Regions from separate parts of the Arachis hypogaea genome. Here region 2 is linked to region 1. Evidence: chromatin contacts called from public Hi-C data. All regions are on one chromosome and are shown on one strand. Each heading gives the region's core, a stretch centred on a gene start, on an enhancer-like site or on the middle of the called end of the contact. The rest is flanking DNA. Distances are from core to core; before and after follow the strand shown.

The links. Hi-C and Micro-C count contacts between places; a contact is called where the count stands out from the background.
Region 2: a Hi-C map of leaf shows a contact between it and region 1, with 4 times the contacts expected there. The contact joins the promoter of LOC112801047 here to the enhancer-like site in region 1. A contact is called at or near these places in 2 of 8 Hi-C or Micro-C datasets (both in leaf).

Annotation. Positions count from the first base shown.
Region 1 is chr5:28,426,481-28,432,239 of arahy.Tifrunner.gnm2.J5K5, forward strand. No RefSeq gene overlaps it. Among protein-coding and RNA genes, the nearest start is that of LOC140184862, 12 kb to the left of the region's middle. Within about 2 kb of position 3,306, at least 2 of the 3 cell types and tissues checked have open chromatin away from gene starts, as enhancers often do.
Region 2 is chr5:28,607,206-28,612,964 of arahy.Tifrunner.gnm2.J5K5, forward strand. It overlaps LOC112801047, which reads left to right and starts at 2,652. Exons shown (of 19, transcript XM_029298280.2): 1 at 2,652-3,370; 2 at 3,447-3,910; 3 at 4,003-4,285; 4 at 5,175-5,400. The coding sequence starts at 5,394.

The DNA.
Region 1 (5,759 bases), core at 2,056-4,555:
CTCTGTGAGTACTTCCAAGACTAATGTGAAAAGGTATGGACTTAAGGATGATCCCTGGTGTAATCCTATACCAATAGGAAATTCCTCTGTCACACCACCTTGAGTCTTCACACTAGTTGTGACCCCATCATACATGTCTTTAATTGCCCGAATATATGCGATCCTTACTCTCCTCTTTTCTAAAACCTTCCATAAGACCTTCCTTGGTACCCTATCATATGCTTTTTCCAAATCAATAAACACCATATGTAGATCCTTTTTATTACTACGATACCTCTCCATCATCCTTCTTAATAGGTATATTGCTTCAGTGGTACATCTGTCTGGCATAAATCCAAATTGGTTCTCTGTTACTTGTGTCTCTTTTCTCAACAAATAATAATAATAATAATAATAATAATAATAATAATAATAATAATAGTAGTAGTAGAAGATAATATAGATCAGGAAAAAAAATCCAAAGATGCTTTGATTATCAATAAAAAAACTTTTCGTCCTCTAGTTGTACGAAAGTGTTATATGTATTTATATCGAGACTAATATATTAACTTCTTGACAAATGGAGTCTGATATAAATTGAGATTTTTTTTATAATTTGATGCATAAAAAAATTCTTTTTCAATAATTAAACTCACATTTATTTATATATATAAAGTTAAAGGAACAAATGGTGTATATTATTACTTTACTAATGATATATATATTACGAAGTTATTTTTTTATTTTAAATTTAAATCGTATCGTATTTTAATTTTAAAAAAATAATTAAAATTTTATCTAGATTTAAAATTTAATTTTAAAATTCATTGCAAAATAACTAATAATCTTTTACAAAGATTAAAATACCTGTTAGTGTATGACCCATAATAAGTTCAACATTATAAAGGGTTGAAATAAATTTATAATTTTTATTCTATTTCAACATTAATCAACATAAATTTATAATTAAATTTTGCATTTAACAACACTCTTTTTTTAGAGAAATAATCATTCATATATTTGTTTTTATTAGTTTAAATTTTATAGAGAAGTAGTATATGACATGGTACCACTAGAATTTAATCCTTAGCTTGTTGACCCTAAAAAAAGGAATTTAGCATAAGACTATTAACAAGAGAGAAAAAAAACTAACCAAATTTTTCACAAACCCAAAAGATCAAGCTCTTGCACGAGGAGTATATTAGAAATATAATAACTATTTATGAATCTCTTCTTATATATTAATTTAAGTTGTTAAGAGAAGTAGTATATTTTTATTAATCAATATTAAAGAATACTTATAATTCTCTCCGTTTTTATAGTTAGTGATAAACTCTTAAAATATAGTTTAATAATAGTTAAATTTTAATTTGTTACTATTATTATAATAAAATATAAATAACATAAGAAACACATTTCTTTATTCATTTAATTTTGTTGATGACTAAAATTTTATTTAATCACGTTATTAGAATTATAAAATTCAAATTTTTTATCGAAAGTTGATATTTATTAGTGATTAATTGTTAATTTTAAAAGTATTAAAAAATTCAAATAAAAATATTAATATAAGACAGGAAAGTATTAAAATAATAAAAATTTTAATCAATTGGATATTAATAAATTACAGAAGTACTACACGGTTTATTCACTTTTCATACAAAATTGAATTTAAATAGTGTATTGATTTGATATTTCACATGTATCAAACTATTAGGTGCAAAAGCTTGTCTAATAGTCATAGGCATTATATTATTCATCAAAGAAATAATGAAGACCAAAATAAGTTGATTATTAAAGGATTTTATACAGAATAAAACATTTAATTAGTATATAATAGAGTGAGTGACATCTGTATAAAACAAAAAAACTGCAAGACAAACAAGAGTGGCGTTGTTAAGAATCATTTTCATTATTTATTCCAATAATGAATCGATAATATTACAGAATATAAGCAAACTATATTTAATTGTGTTACGTGTGGTACGCATATGCATTAATGCATGCACTTGGGTAATCATTGTCATTATTTTTAGTATGATCATATATTTAATTTCCGATACGCAATTCACAGCCTTAGTTTTCTTGGGTATTGGTGTGTGTGGATATAGGTTTCAGGTTATTATTATATATAAATATAATTAATATGTACACACATTGAATTGACCAATTCAGTCTCAGCTTTGATTCCTCTATATAGAAAGAATATAATATATATATCACTCGATGCAAAGTAATAAGATAGGATTTCTCATTTTTTACTTTTTATTAATAGCTTTCTTGCTGGATCTCAATTTCAGCTAATTTTATATGTAACTGTTGAAATAGAATAAAAATTATAACAGGTTGAAGTGTACGTGTACTATTATTTTTTGATAATTTGTATTAGTTTTATATAACTGTTATTTTTTTATTTTTTATAGTATCTCTTAGTTTGATATATTAAAGACTAATTTATTACAGATTTAAATTTTATTTAAAAATCTGCTGTTAATCAATAAGTTACTGAATTTATTTTTTTAAATTGTTATTATATAAATCTTGAATTAGTTTTATTTAAATTATCAAGCTTATTATTATATAGATTATTTTAATAAAATATAAAAGTAAGCTTTAAATATTAAATTTAAAAAATAACATGTGAGACATGTACAAAATAATCATTCATTCTCTTCGCTTAAGGGTCTTGAGTTTTTTCTGTATGTAATAAATTATGAGGGAAAAACTATTATTATTCTAAGAATAAGTATAGACTATAGAGATCAACTTTTAATTGGTTAATATTAATTAAATTTTGTTATAAAAATATGTTTTTAACCTTCATTTTCTTCTGAAGATTTAAGTATTAGAACTAGAATTCAGGATTTACTATTTATGATTTAAGACTTAAATTTTAAGATTTAGTATTTAAAATAAAAAAGTAATTAGATTAATTGATACTAACAAAAAAAATGGATTATCTAATTGCACTTTATTCTTAGGCTGGGTTCACATATTCACTTACGATTAACTTTTCTTTCTTTTCATTGTTTTTTTTTTTTTTCGTTGGAGAGGCCAGGGGAGTAATGAGGAAAGGAGTCTTTTAACTTATAATTTATAAATTGAAAACTTTGGATATATTTGATTAGGAGTAAAACTAGGATGAAATTTTGCATGAATAAATTAATATAAGAGTAAATTTATACATAAAAATGTATACTTCATTTTTAATTTTTTATCCCCAACAAAATTTATCCGGATTAAAAATTTATAGTGGTTTTAGGATGACATGTATATGTGTTTTATTTTTTGGACACGGACATTTATATGTGTTATACAAAGGAAACAAAAAGTAACAGAAGTTTCATTATAACTAAACTGTTATATTTCCTTTGACCAAAAAAAAAGAACAATTATTTCGAAGTCCAAAACTTCTACAAAGATGTCCGATTAGATTTTTGAAGCAAATGGGCTTATTCTTGTTACAACATAATTTTGTATTATTTTAAAAATATAAAAAATGGAAAAAAGAATGACACTTCGTGAGAGCCACTGTAAGCCCACTAACATTAGTATTACCCTCGTCCTATGATTCTATGATGCACGGAGGGACCTTTACATTGCTTCTTTTTTTTGTGACCTTTACGTTGCTAGAATAAAATAAATACAAAGACAAAAAACTAAACAAATAAAATAAAATAAGATAACTATTATCTTGAACGAATACTTTGTTGCTTAGTCTAGTGAGCAATAGCATTATGATGCACAATAATTGAAGAAAGAAACTTATGAAAATATGTATTGAAAAATTCAGAAAATGTAAAATATGATGGTCACACTTTTTTTCACTTCGAATCCAGAGAAATAGGATTCCTCACTCTCAAGTTGTTATTCTTTTTAACTGTCATTCTCTTCTACCTATTACAATATAACCCCTTCTTGAATATTCAAATCCTAATTAACTCATTTGGTTTTTTTTTTTTTTACAATGCTTCCCCTTTACTTCTCCATATGATAGTCTTTCATTCAATTGGGGGCCTTTCTCACTTTCTTGCCAACTAGGCCTACTTCTTTAAAAAAATTTTCAAGTTCTACAATCTCTTCAATTAAGCTGGTTTGTGCGGCTGAGCTTGGAGGGCTTGCCCTCAAGGTCCAACTCTGAAAACATATGCAACAGCTGGTCGAAGTCCACCCAAGTTGTCTCCTCCCGTGGTAAGCCTTCCCAATCCACAAGGACCTGTTCTACTTGTTTCGCATCTCTCGAGACAGAGTGCCTCCCTAAAATCACTGTAAGTGCGGGTTGAAATGCTGCAGGTGCTGCAGCCACCACCAGGGTCGCAGCCGGCAGTTCTCCATGAAACTCCTTTAGCATGGAGATATGGAAGACGGGGTGAATCCTGCTGCCAACAGGAAGCTCGAGGCGGTATACCACCTTTCCAACACGGTGCAGAATATGGTAAGGGCCAAAGAAGCATCTGTCGAGCTTTGGGTGCTCCCTATGGAAGAGGGATATTTGACAATAAGGCTTCAACTTGAGCAAAACCCAGTTCCCTTATTTGAATTCCTTATCACAACGATGCCGGTTTGCTTGTTTCTTCATGCGGGTTCTTGCTTGGTGCAAGTAGAAACCCAGCTCATCATTCAATATCTCACGGTCCTCAAAAAGAGATTGACTTCTAGCATAGGGGAAGCGCCAGGGTAGTAGCCCGGGAGTAAGTTCATGGCAAAACCGTGCAATGCCTCATGGCTGTGTCATCTATATTGCAGAGTGAAATGAGCTATTATAGCAAAATTCAGCTCAGGGAAGAAAGACAACCCATTGTTGTCGTTGCGAATGAGAGAAAGCACGTAGGTATTTCTCAAGGAAACGATTAGTAACTTCAGGCTGGCCAACACTCTACGGATGGTACGCCGTACTATAACGTAATTGGGTGCCGCTAAACTCGAAGAGGCTACGCCAGAAGTGACTGAGGGAGAGGGGGTCTTGATCAGAAACAATGATAGAGGGAAATTTGTGTAACTTAACCACTGATGCAATATAAAGACTTTCGCCACTAAACTCGCAGTGAAGCCGGCTCTCAGGGGTTCAAAATGAGCAATTTTCCTGAAGCAATCAACCACTACCATAATAGCAGTAATTGAGTAATAAAGTCCATTGAAAGTTCTGTCCATGGTCCACAGGGCACATGTAAAGGATTGAGGAGTTCTTGAGATTTGGAAGTCATGTATTTGGTAGATTGGCATGTGTTGCATTGCTGAACAAATTTTTATATATCCCTACGTAGGCCTAGCCAAAAAAATAAATCTCCAACAGCCTTATAAGCCTTAAGTATCCCAGGATACCCAGTCATAGGTGTCGCATGAAATTCAATAAGTAGTTGGGTATGAAGTCCCTTAAAATTCGGCACCCATATCTTTCCTTTATATATAAGCAACCCTTTTTGCAATAGATACTCAGGAGGAAACACTCCCTTCCTATTTTGCTCAATCAGTAATTGAGTGTCAGGGTATTCTCTCGTAGCCCGTAAGAGTGATGGGGTCAATGAAAAATTGACAATAGAGAAGGCTTGAAGGCAGGCCTCAGAGGGGTCTTCACCCTGTCTTGATAAAGCATCAACAACTAAGTTTGTCTTGCCAGATCGATAGACTACCTCAAAGTCGAATTCCAATAACTTTGTAAGGTAATACTACTGTTCTGGTGTAAGGACCACTTGGTTCATGAGTTCACATAGACCTTTATGATCGGTCTTAATGCAGAACCGAAGCCCCAACAAGTAGTGCCGCCACTTGGCCACTGCCTG
Region 2 (5,759 bases), core at 1,402-3,901, 180 kb after region 1:
ATTTACAGCAATAAATTCTACTTCTACCAATAAATTATGCTCGTTGATCATTTTTAACAACAAACTCAACTATAATTTTTCAATCCAAATCATTATTAACTCATGTACATGAAAAATAGGAGCCACATCTTCATTAGTTACATCAGTAATCCATGAATTGAAGGCAAATAATTTCAAAAAAATTAATAATAAAATAGCTAAATGATAACAAAATCAATAACTCTTGTCTTATTGTCAAATTGGACCACCAAATTTTTCCATTCTCAGAACTTAAATCCTAAACCATTGTTAAGTGACTAAAGTATTCAGTACTTTGACGAATCTGAAATTAATTGTAGAACTCCATTTTATTGTAGGATTTGAGATGTGATAAGTATGCAATGAAAAAGAAGCAAAATAGTAAAAAGTTAACAACCTGCATTGAAGACTAAAGAGGTTGGCCATGTCAGTGAGGTGAGTCAAAGAGGAAATGGCGGAAGGAAGTTCTTCCAAAGAGACCCTTTCCTTGAAGACGTAGCGACGACGAGCTCGAGAAATGACAGGTATGAACGACGGTGCGGGTAGCGCCTCCTTCTCCTCGTGAAACACTCCTTCTCCTCTCTGGCCATGGCGTTCCTCTCTCCTCCACCAAGTTCGACGGCGACGGCACACCCCGCAGCAGCCCCAACAGCGGACGACGACGAGGTGTAGCGGCGCAAGTAGTGCCCCCTTCTCTGTCGCGTGCTTCCTTCTCCCCCTGTCCTTCTCTCTCTTCCCGATCTCTCTTCCTCTCTTATGGCACGCGACAACAGCGGCTCTACTCACAGCTCTACGGATGGCGACCGCGACTGGGCAGCTTCTCCCTCCTCCGTTCTTCTCTTCTCTCTCGGTGTGGGTGAGGGGAAAAGTTGCCCGTGTGTGTTGTGTGAAGAGGGAGTGTGTGTATGCATGAGTGAGGGGTGAGGGGTGAGGGTGAGAGGTGGCGGCTGAAGGGCAGCAAGAGGAGTTAGGATTAGGGTTTTTGGGTTTTAATTTGGGAATAAGGATTTGAGTAACTTTAATAAACATTAGGGAATATAATAGTTATTAAAAATTAAATTCTATCTCAATAAAATTATTTTAAAAGTATCATTTTATTTAATTAATTTATTAATTGATTTTTTAAATAAGTATTTTAATTTAAAAATTGAGGTAATTAAATAATTTGTTTATTTATAAAATTAATTAAAATTTTTAATTATTTAATTTAAATTATATATAATTTTTTTTTATTTTTAATTATTAAAATTTTAAATTTTAATTAAGTAAAAATCTAACTTATTAATTTTAAATAAACAAAAATATCTAATTGTAATTGAAAATTATATAAATTTAAATTAATTTAAAATTCAAAATCTCATAACTTTGATTTATTTACTTTTTAGTAAAGACAATTTTTTGAACAATGAGGACATGGCGAGCGACAATAGATGAGCACGATGACCCACGACGTGCGACGAACGACACAGAGAAGCTTATGATTCGTTGGACAATCTCCTAAAACCGTGATCATAGATACTTTTAGGTCACTTTCCAAAACCGTGACCATAAACCTTTTTAGGTCATCCTTTCGTAAAACCGTGACCATAGACTGTTTTAGGTCACTCCTAAAATCGTGACCATAGACCCTTTTAGGTCTTCCCCCAAAACCGTGACCATAGACCCTTTTAGGTCACCCTTCTGAAAAACCGTGACCATAGACTCTTTTTTGTCACTGTAAAAAACCGTGACCATAGACCCCTTTAGGTCAACCATTAAAACCGTGACCATAGATCCTTTTAGGTCACCCTTCAAAACCGTGACTATAGACCCCTTTAAGTCACCTTCCAAAACCGTGAACATAAACCCTTTTAGGTCACCCTTCTGAAAAACCGTGACCATAGACTCTTTTTGGTCACTATAAAAAACCGTGACCATAGACCCCTTTAGGTCACCCCCTAAAACCGTGACCATAGACCCTTTTAGGCCACCCCTCAAAATTGTGACCATAAACCCCTTTAGGTTACCCTCCAAAACCGTGGCCATAAACTCTTTTAGGTCACCCTTCCGAAAAACCGTGACCATAGACCCTTTTTGGTCACTGTAAAAAATCGTGACCATAGACTTCTTTAGGTCACCTCCAAAACCGTGACCATAGACCCTTTTAGGCCACCCTCCAAAACCGTGACCATAGACCCTTTTAGGTCACCCTCTTTTGAAAAAACGTGACCATAGCCCCTTTTTGGTCACTGTGAAAAACCGTGACCATAGACCCCTTTAGGTCACCCCCAAAACCGTGACCATAGATCCTTTTAGGCCACCCAAAACCGTGACCATAGACTCTTTTAGGCCACCCTTTTTTGAAAAACCGTGACAATAGACCCTTTTTGGTCATTATAAAAAACCATGACCATAGACCCCTTTAGGCCACCCCTCAAAACCGTGACCATAGATTCTTTTAGGCCACCTTTTTTTAAAAAACCGTGACTATAAGTACTCTATGGTCACCCTTTCCAAAAAAACTGTGACCATAGCTTTTTTTGTCACCCTTAAAAACCGTGACCACAGAGGGTCTATGGTCACGATTTTTTACCATGAAAAAAAAATCGTGGACATAAACCCAAAATGTTGTAGCGTACGCTCACAAACAAGTTGAGTGAGGAGAGAAGTTTAAACTCCGAAAAGACAGAGAAGCTCGGCACCAGCATTCTCGGCATCTTTCGCTGCCTTTAGCCAAACCGCCTCCGCCACCTCCAACTCTCCCTTCAGCTTCCCAACCTTCGCCTGAGATTGGCGAAGCTTGCTATCGAGGAGACCCACCTGAGCCAACAACAGCTCCGCCTTGCGAACGTTAACAGAAATGCAGAGAAGAGTCCGATACGCCAACCTTACTTGACCAGTAACGTTACAGTCGTAAAAGTACTCCTCGATACTAAGGAAGAAGAGGTACTAATCAATAAAGGCTAGAGCATCAAAATTCCGATCCATTACTGACAGGACCGGTCCCTCCTCCTCCAAGTTCTCACCACTGCTACTATCCACTGACCTCCTCCGCTTCCGACTCACTTCAGCAACTGAAACCACGACCATATGCTCCTCAGGCCAGGCAAAGCAGGACCCCCACCTCCGGCTAAGACCATCTCCTGAGAAACGGTCTGGGAATCCGCCTAAGGACGGGAGCTACCCCTCCTTCCGTGGTCTCCATCTCTATTGTGGTTTGCCTGCTACGTTCTTTCTTGTCAGTTTCTACTTGGATTCTACCCTTTCTCACCATATCGCTGAATGACCTCTTTTGTTCCCCCCTTCACTCTATCTCTTCGGCTCTACCATCCATTCCTCTTCTCTTGGTGTGAGGGTTGAGTCTTGATTGCCTGTATATTCTTGTCCCTCTACTTCTACCCTTACTTTCTTCCCCTCGTTGAGTATCTAATTGTTGTATCTTCCTGCAGCATCATCTGGAGTATGTGATCTGGAGTGTCCTCCCCGGACGTAACTGCCCCTCATGAGGCTAAATGGATGCCTGGGCCAATTTTCATAAACCATGAAAATAGATCTGGTTGAGCCCACTTATCTTGGACTCGAGTCAGGCCGAATTGCCCCATAAAGCCCAAACCACCAACGCTTTTCAATCTCACTTACTACTTACTAGTATAGCCGTAGTTGATAATGGAAATTGGAGAGAACGACGACACTGATAACTGATAGTCTTACTAATACTAGCTACCAAGCTACCTTCTTCCCACTCTTCCTTTTTTTTCTCTGCACTTCTCAGCTCTCTCACTTCCACTTCCACCAAGCAAAGCCTCTCCGGTGAAATCAATAATCACTGCGTCGAATCTATGCTTCTTCATTTCTCATAATCCTCCTACTTATGGCCTTCACTTCCACTCTCTCTCTCTACTCTCACCCTCAAGTAATAACTAACTCTCTAACTACCATAACTTATCGTTTCTTCTCCCTCATATTCTACAAAACCCTAACGCCTTTCGCTCTTTCTATATGCAGGTTCGTTGCTGCCGCCACCGCCGACTGCAATCGCTGCCGCTGACTGCAGCCGGTTTGGGCAAGCTCACACTGCTTCCGATTTGGAGAACGCGTGCAGCCTCCAGAGCGCGGTTTGGATGCTTCGTCGTTAAGGCCTCTTCCAGCGTTGAAGGAACTCCGGCTCGTTCCACCGGTTCTCGCAGAGTCTACCGCCGGTCTCAGGCCACCGCGGCGCCAATTGCCCCTCTGAAACGAGTTGCTGACTTTGTTGCTCCATTTGGATTGATTTTCGCCATCTCTTTTGGTATCCCTTACATAGTTTCCATTTATTCCTTTGTTGTTGTAGTTTTTATTTTTTATTTATTTTTGGGTGCATTTTTTCTTTCTATTGTAATTTGGTGAGTCTTGGTGAGTTCATATTGTTGCTTCTACAATTATATGACACATTGTCCTTACAACCTATGGAATTGACATTTGTTTTTGGAGGAAAAAAAGAAAGACGAAAGAATCATAGGGTAAGGTAAAGGAAAGGGTAAGGGTAAGGGTAACGTATATGTCAAAAAGTACTTTGCTTATTTCATAACATTTCCGAAACATATACTACCTCCGTCCCAAATAGTTGTGTATATAGCGGACCTTAAGTAGTGGGGGCAATGCTTAGTTGTGTTTGATTCATGAGTGAACAGAAAAGGTGGAAAACATAATTTTTTTTTTCAGAAAAATGTCATAGACTCATGGAAGGTACCAAAGAAGAATAACATTTATCAATTTCTTATATTATTTTACTCATATTGACGAAAAGGTTTAAAAAAATAATCTAAAGAACAAAATTGTATGATGCATTGTTTTAGTATCAGATGGTATTTAATTATGTATTTAATGCAGTATCTGTAGGGTAGCATGTTGTGCCTTCTTATGGAGGCTTTGACTTTCCTTATTGTTTTTATACATCTGTTAATCTTGCCTGCAATTTTAATTCTTTATCCCCTACCACACCAAAAAAAAAAAGGAACAAAATCCTCATTGAAGCTCTGCTACATGATATCCCCCACAGGGAATGTTTTTGAGCTTCTTAGTAATGAGCGGTGTTTTGTTGATATTAATATGTTTCTTTACTTTTTTGTCTACTGGTTGTGATTGCAAGCATGCATTATTTGTTAAATTTCATATTGGTGATACTAATTTGTTTCCAGCTTACAGTTGTTTGGAAAATAGTGGAGAAGATTCTTTATCCAACTCCAAAGCGATTGGAGTCATCAACTGTCGAAGGCCAATCTGCTTCACAAGGAGTGAAATGGTCTATTGCTGCTGGCACCAATTTGTTATCCCAGCTAGGTGCAAAGATTGAAAGGCAATCTAAGCAGAAGCTGAATGAGTTTGCTCGAGAACTGAGGTCATTTCCAAGTATTGATATGTCAGGTATGTTGGGTGTGTTGACATAAGAAAGAATAGTCATTATTCATTGCTCAAACCAAAATCTTCATTGGTGCATTTTGACCCAAAAAATTAAAAATTAAAAACAATTAAGTTCAGTTGAAAGTTTTATGAATATCCTAATTTTCACACACTAATCTAGTGGATTTGGAGCTTCAGTTTCAGGAATTAATCTGGTTTTGAAATCCATTTTTTACGCTATTTAGATATCCACTAATTCTCTTAAACTTTACTTTAATTTTTTATTATTTGATTGACAATCATACTCTTCATTACTTGGCTGTTTTACATATTTTAAATAAGATAATTGAGTAATTATCTAAACAAAATGGATTCGATTAGTT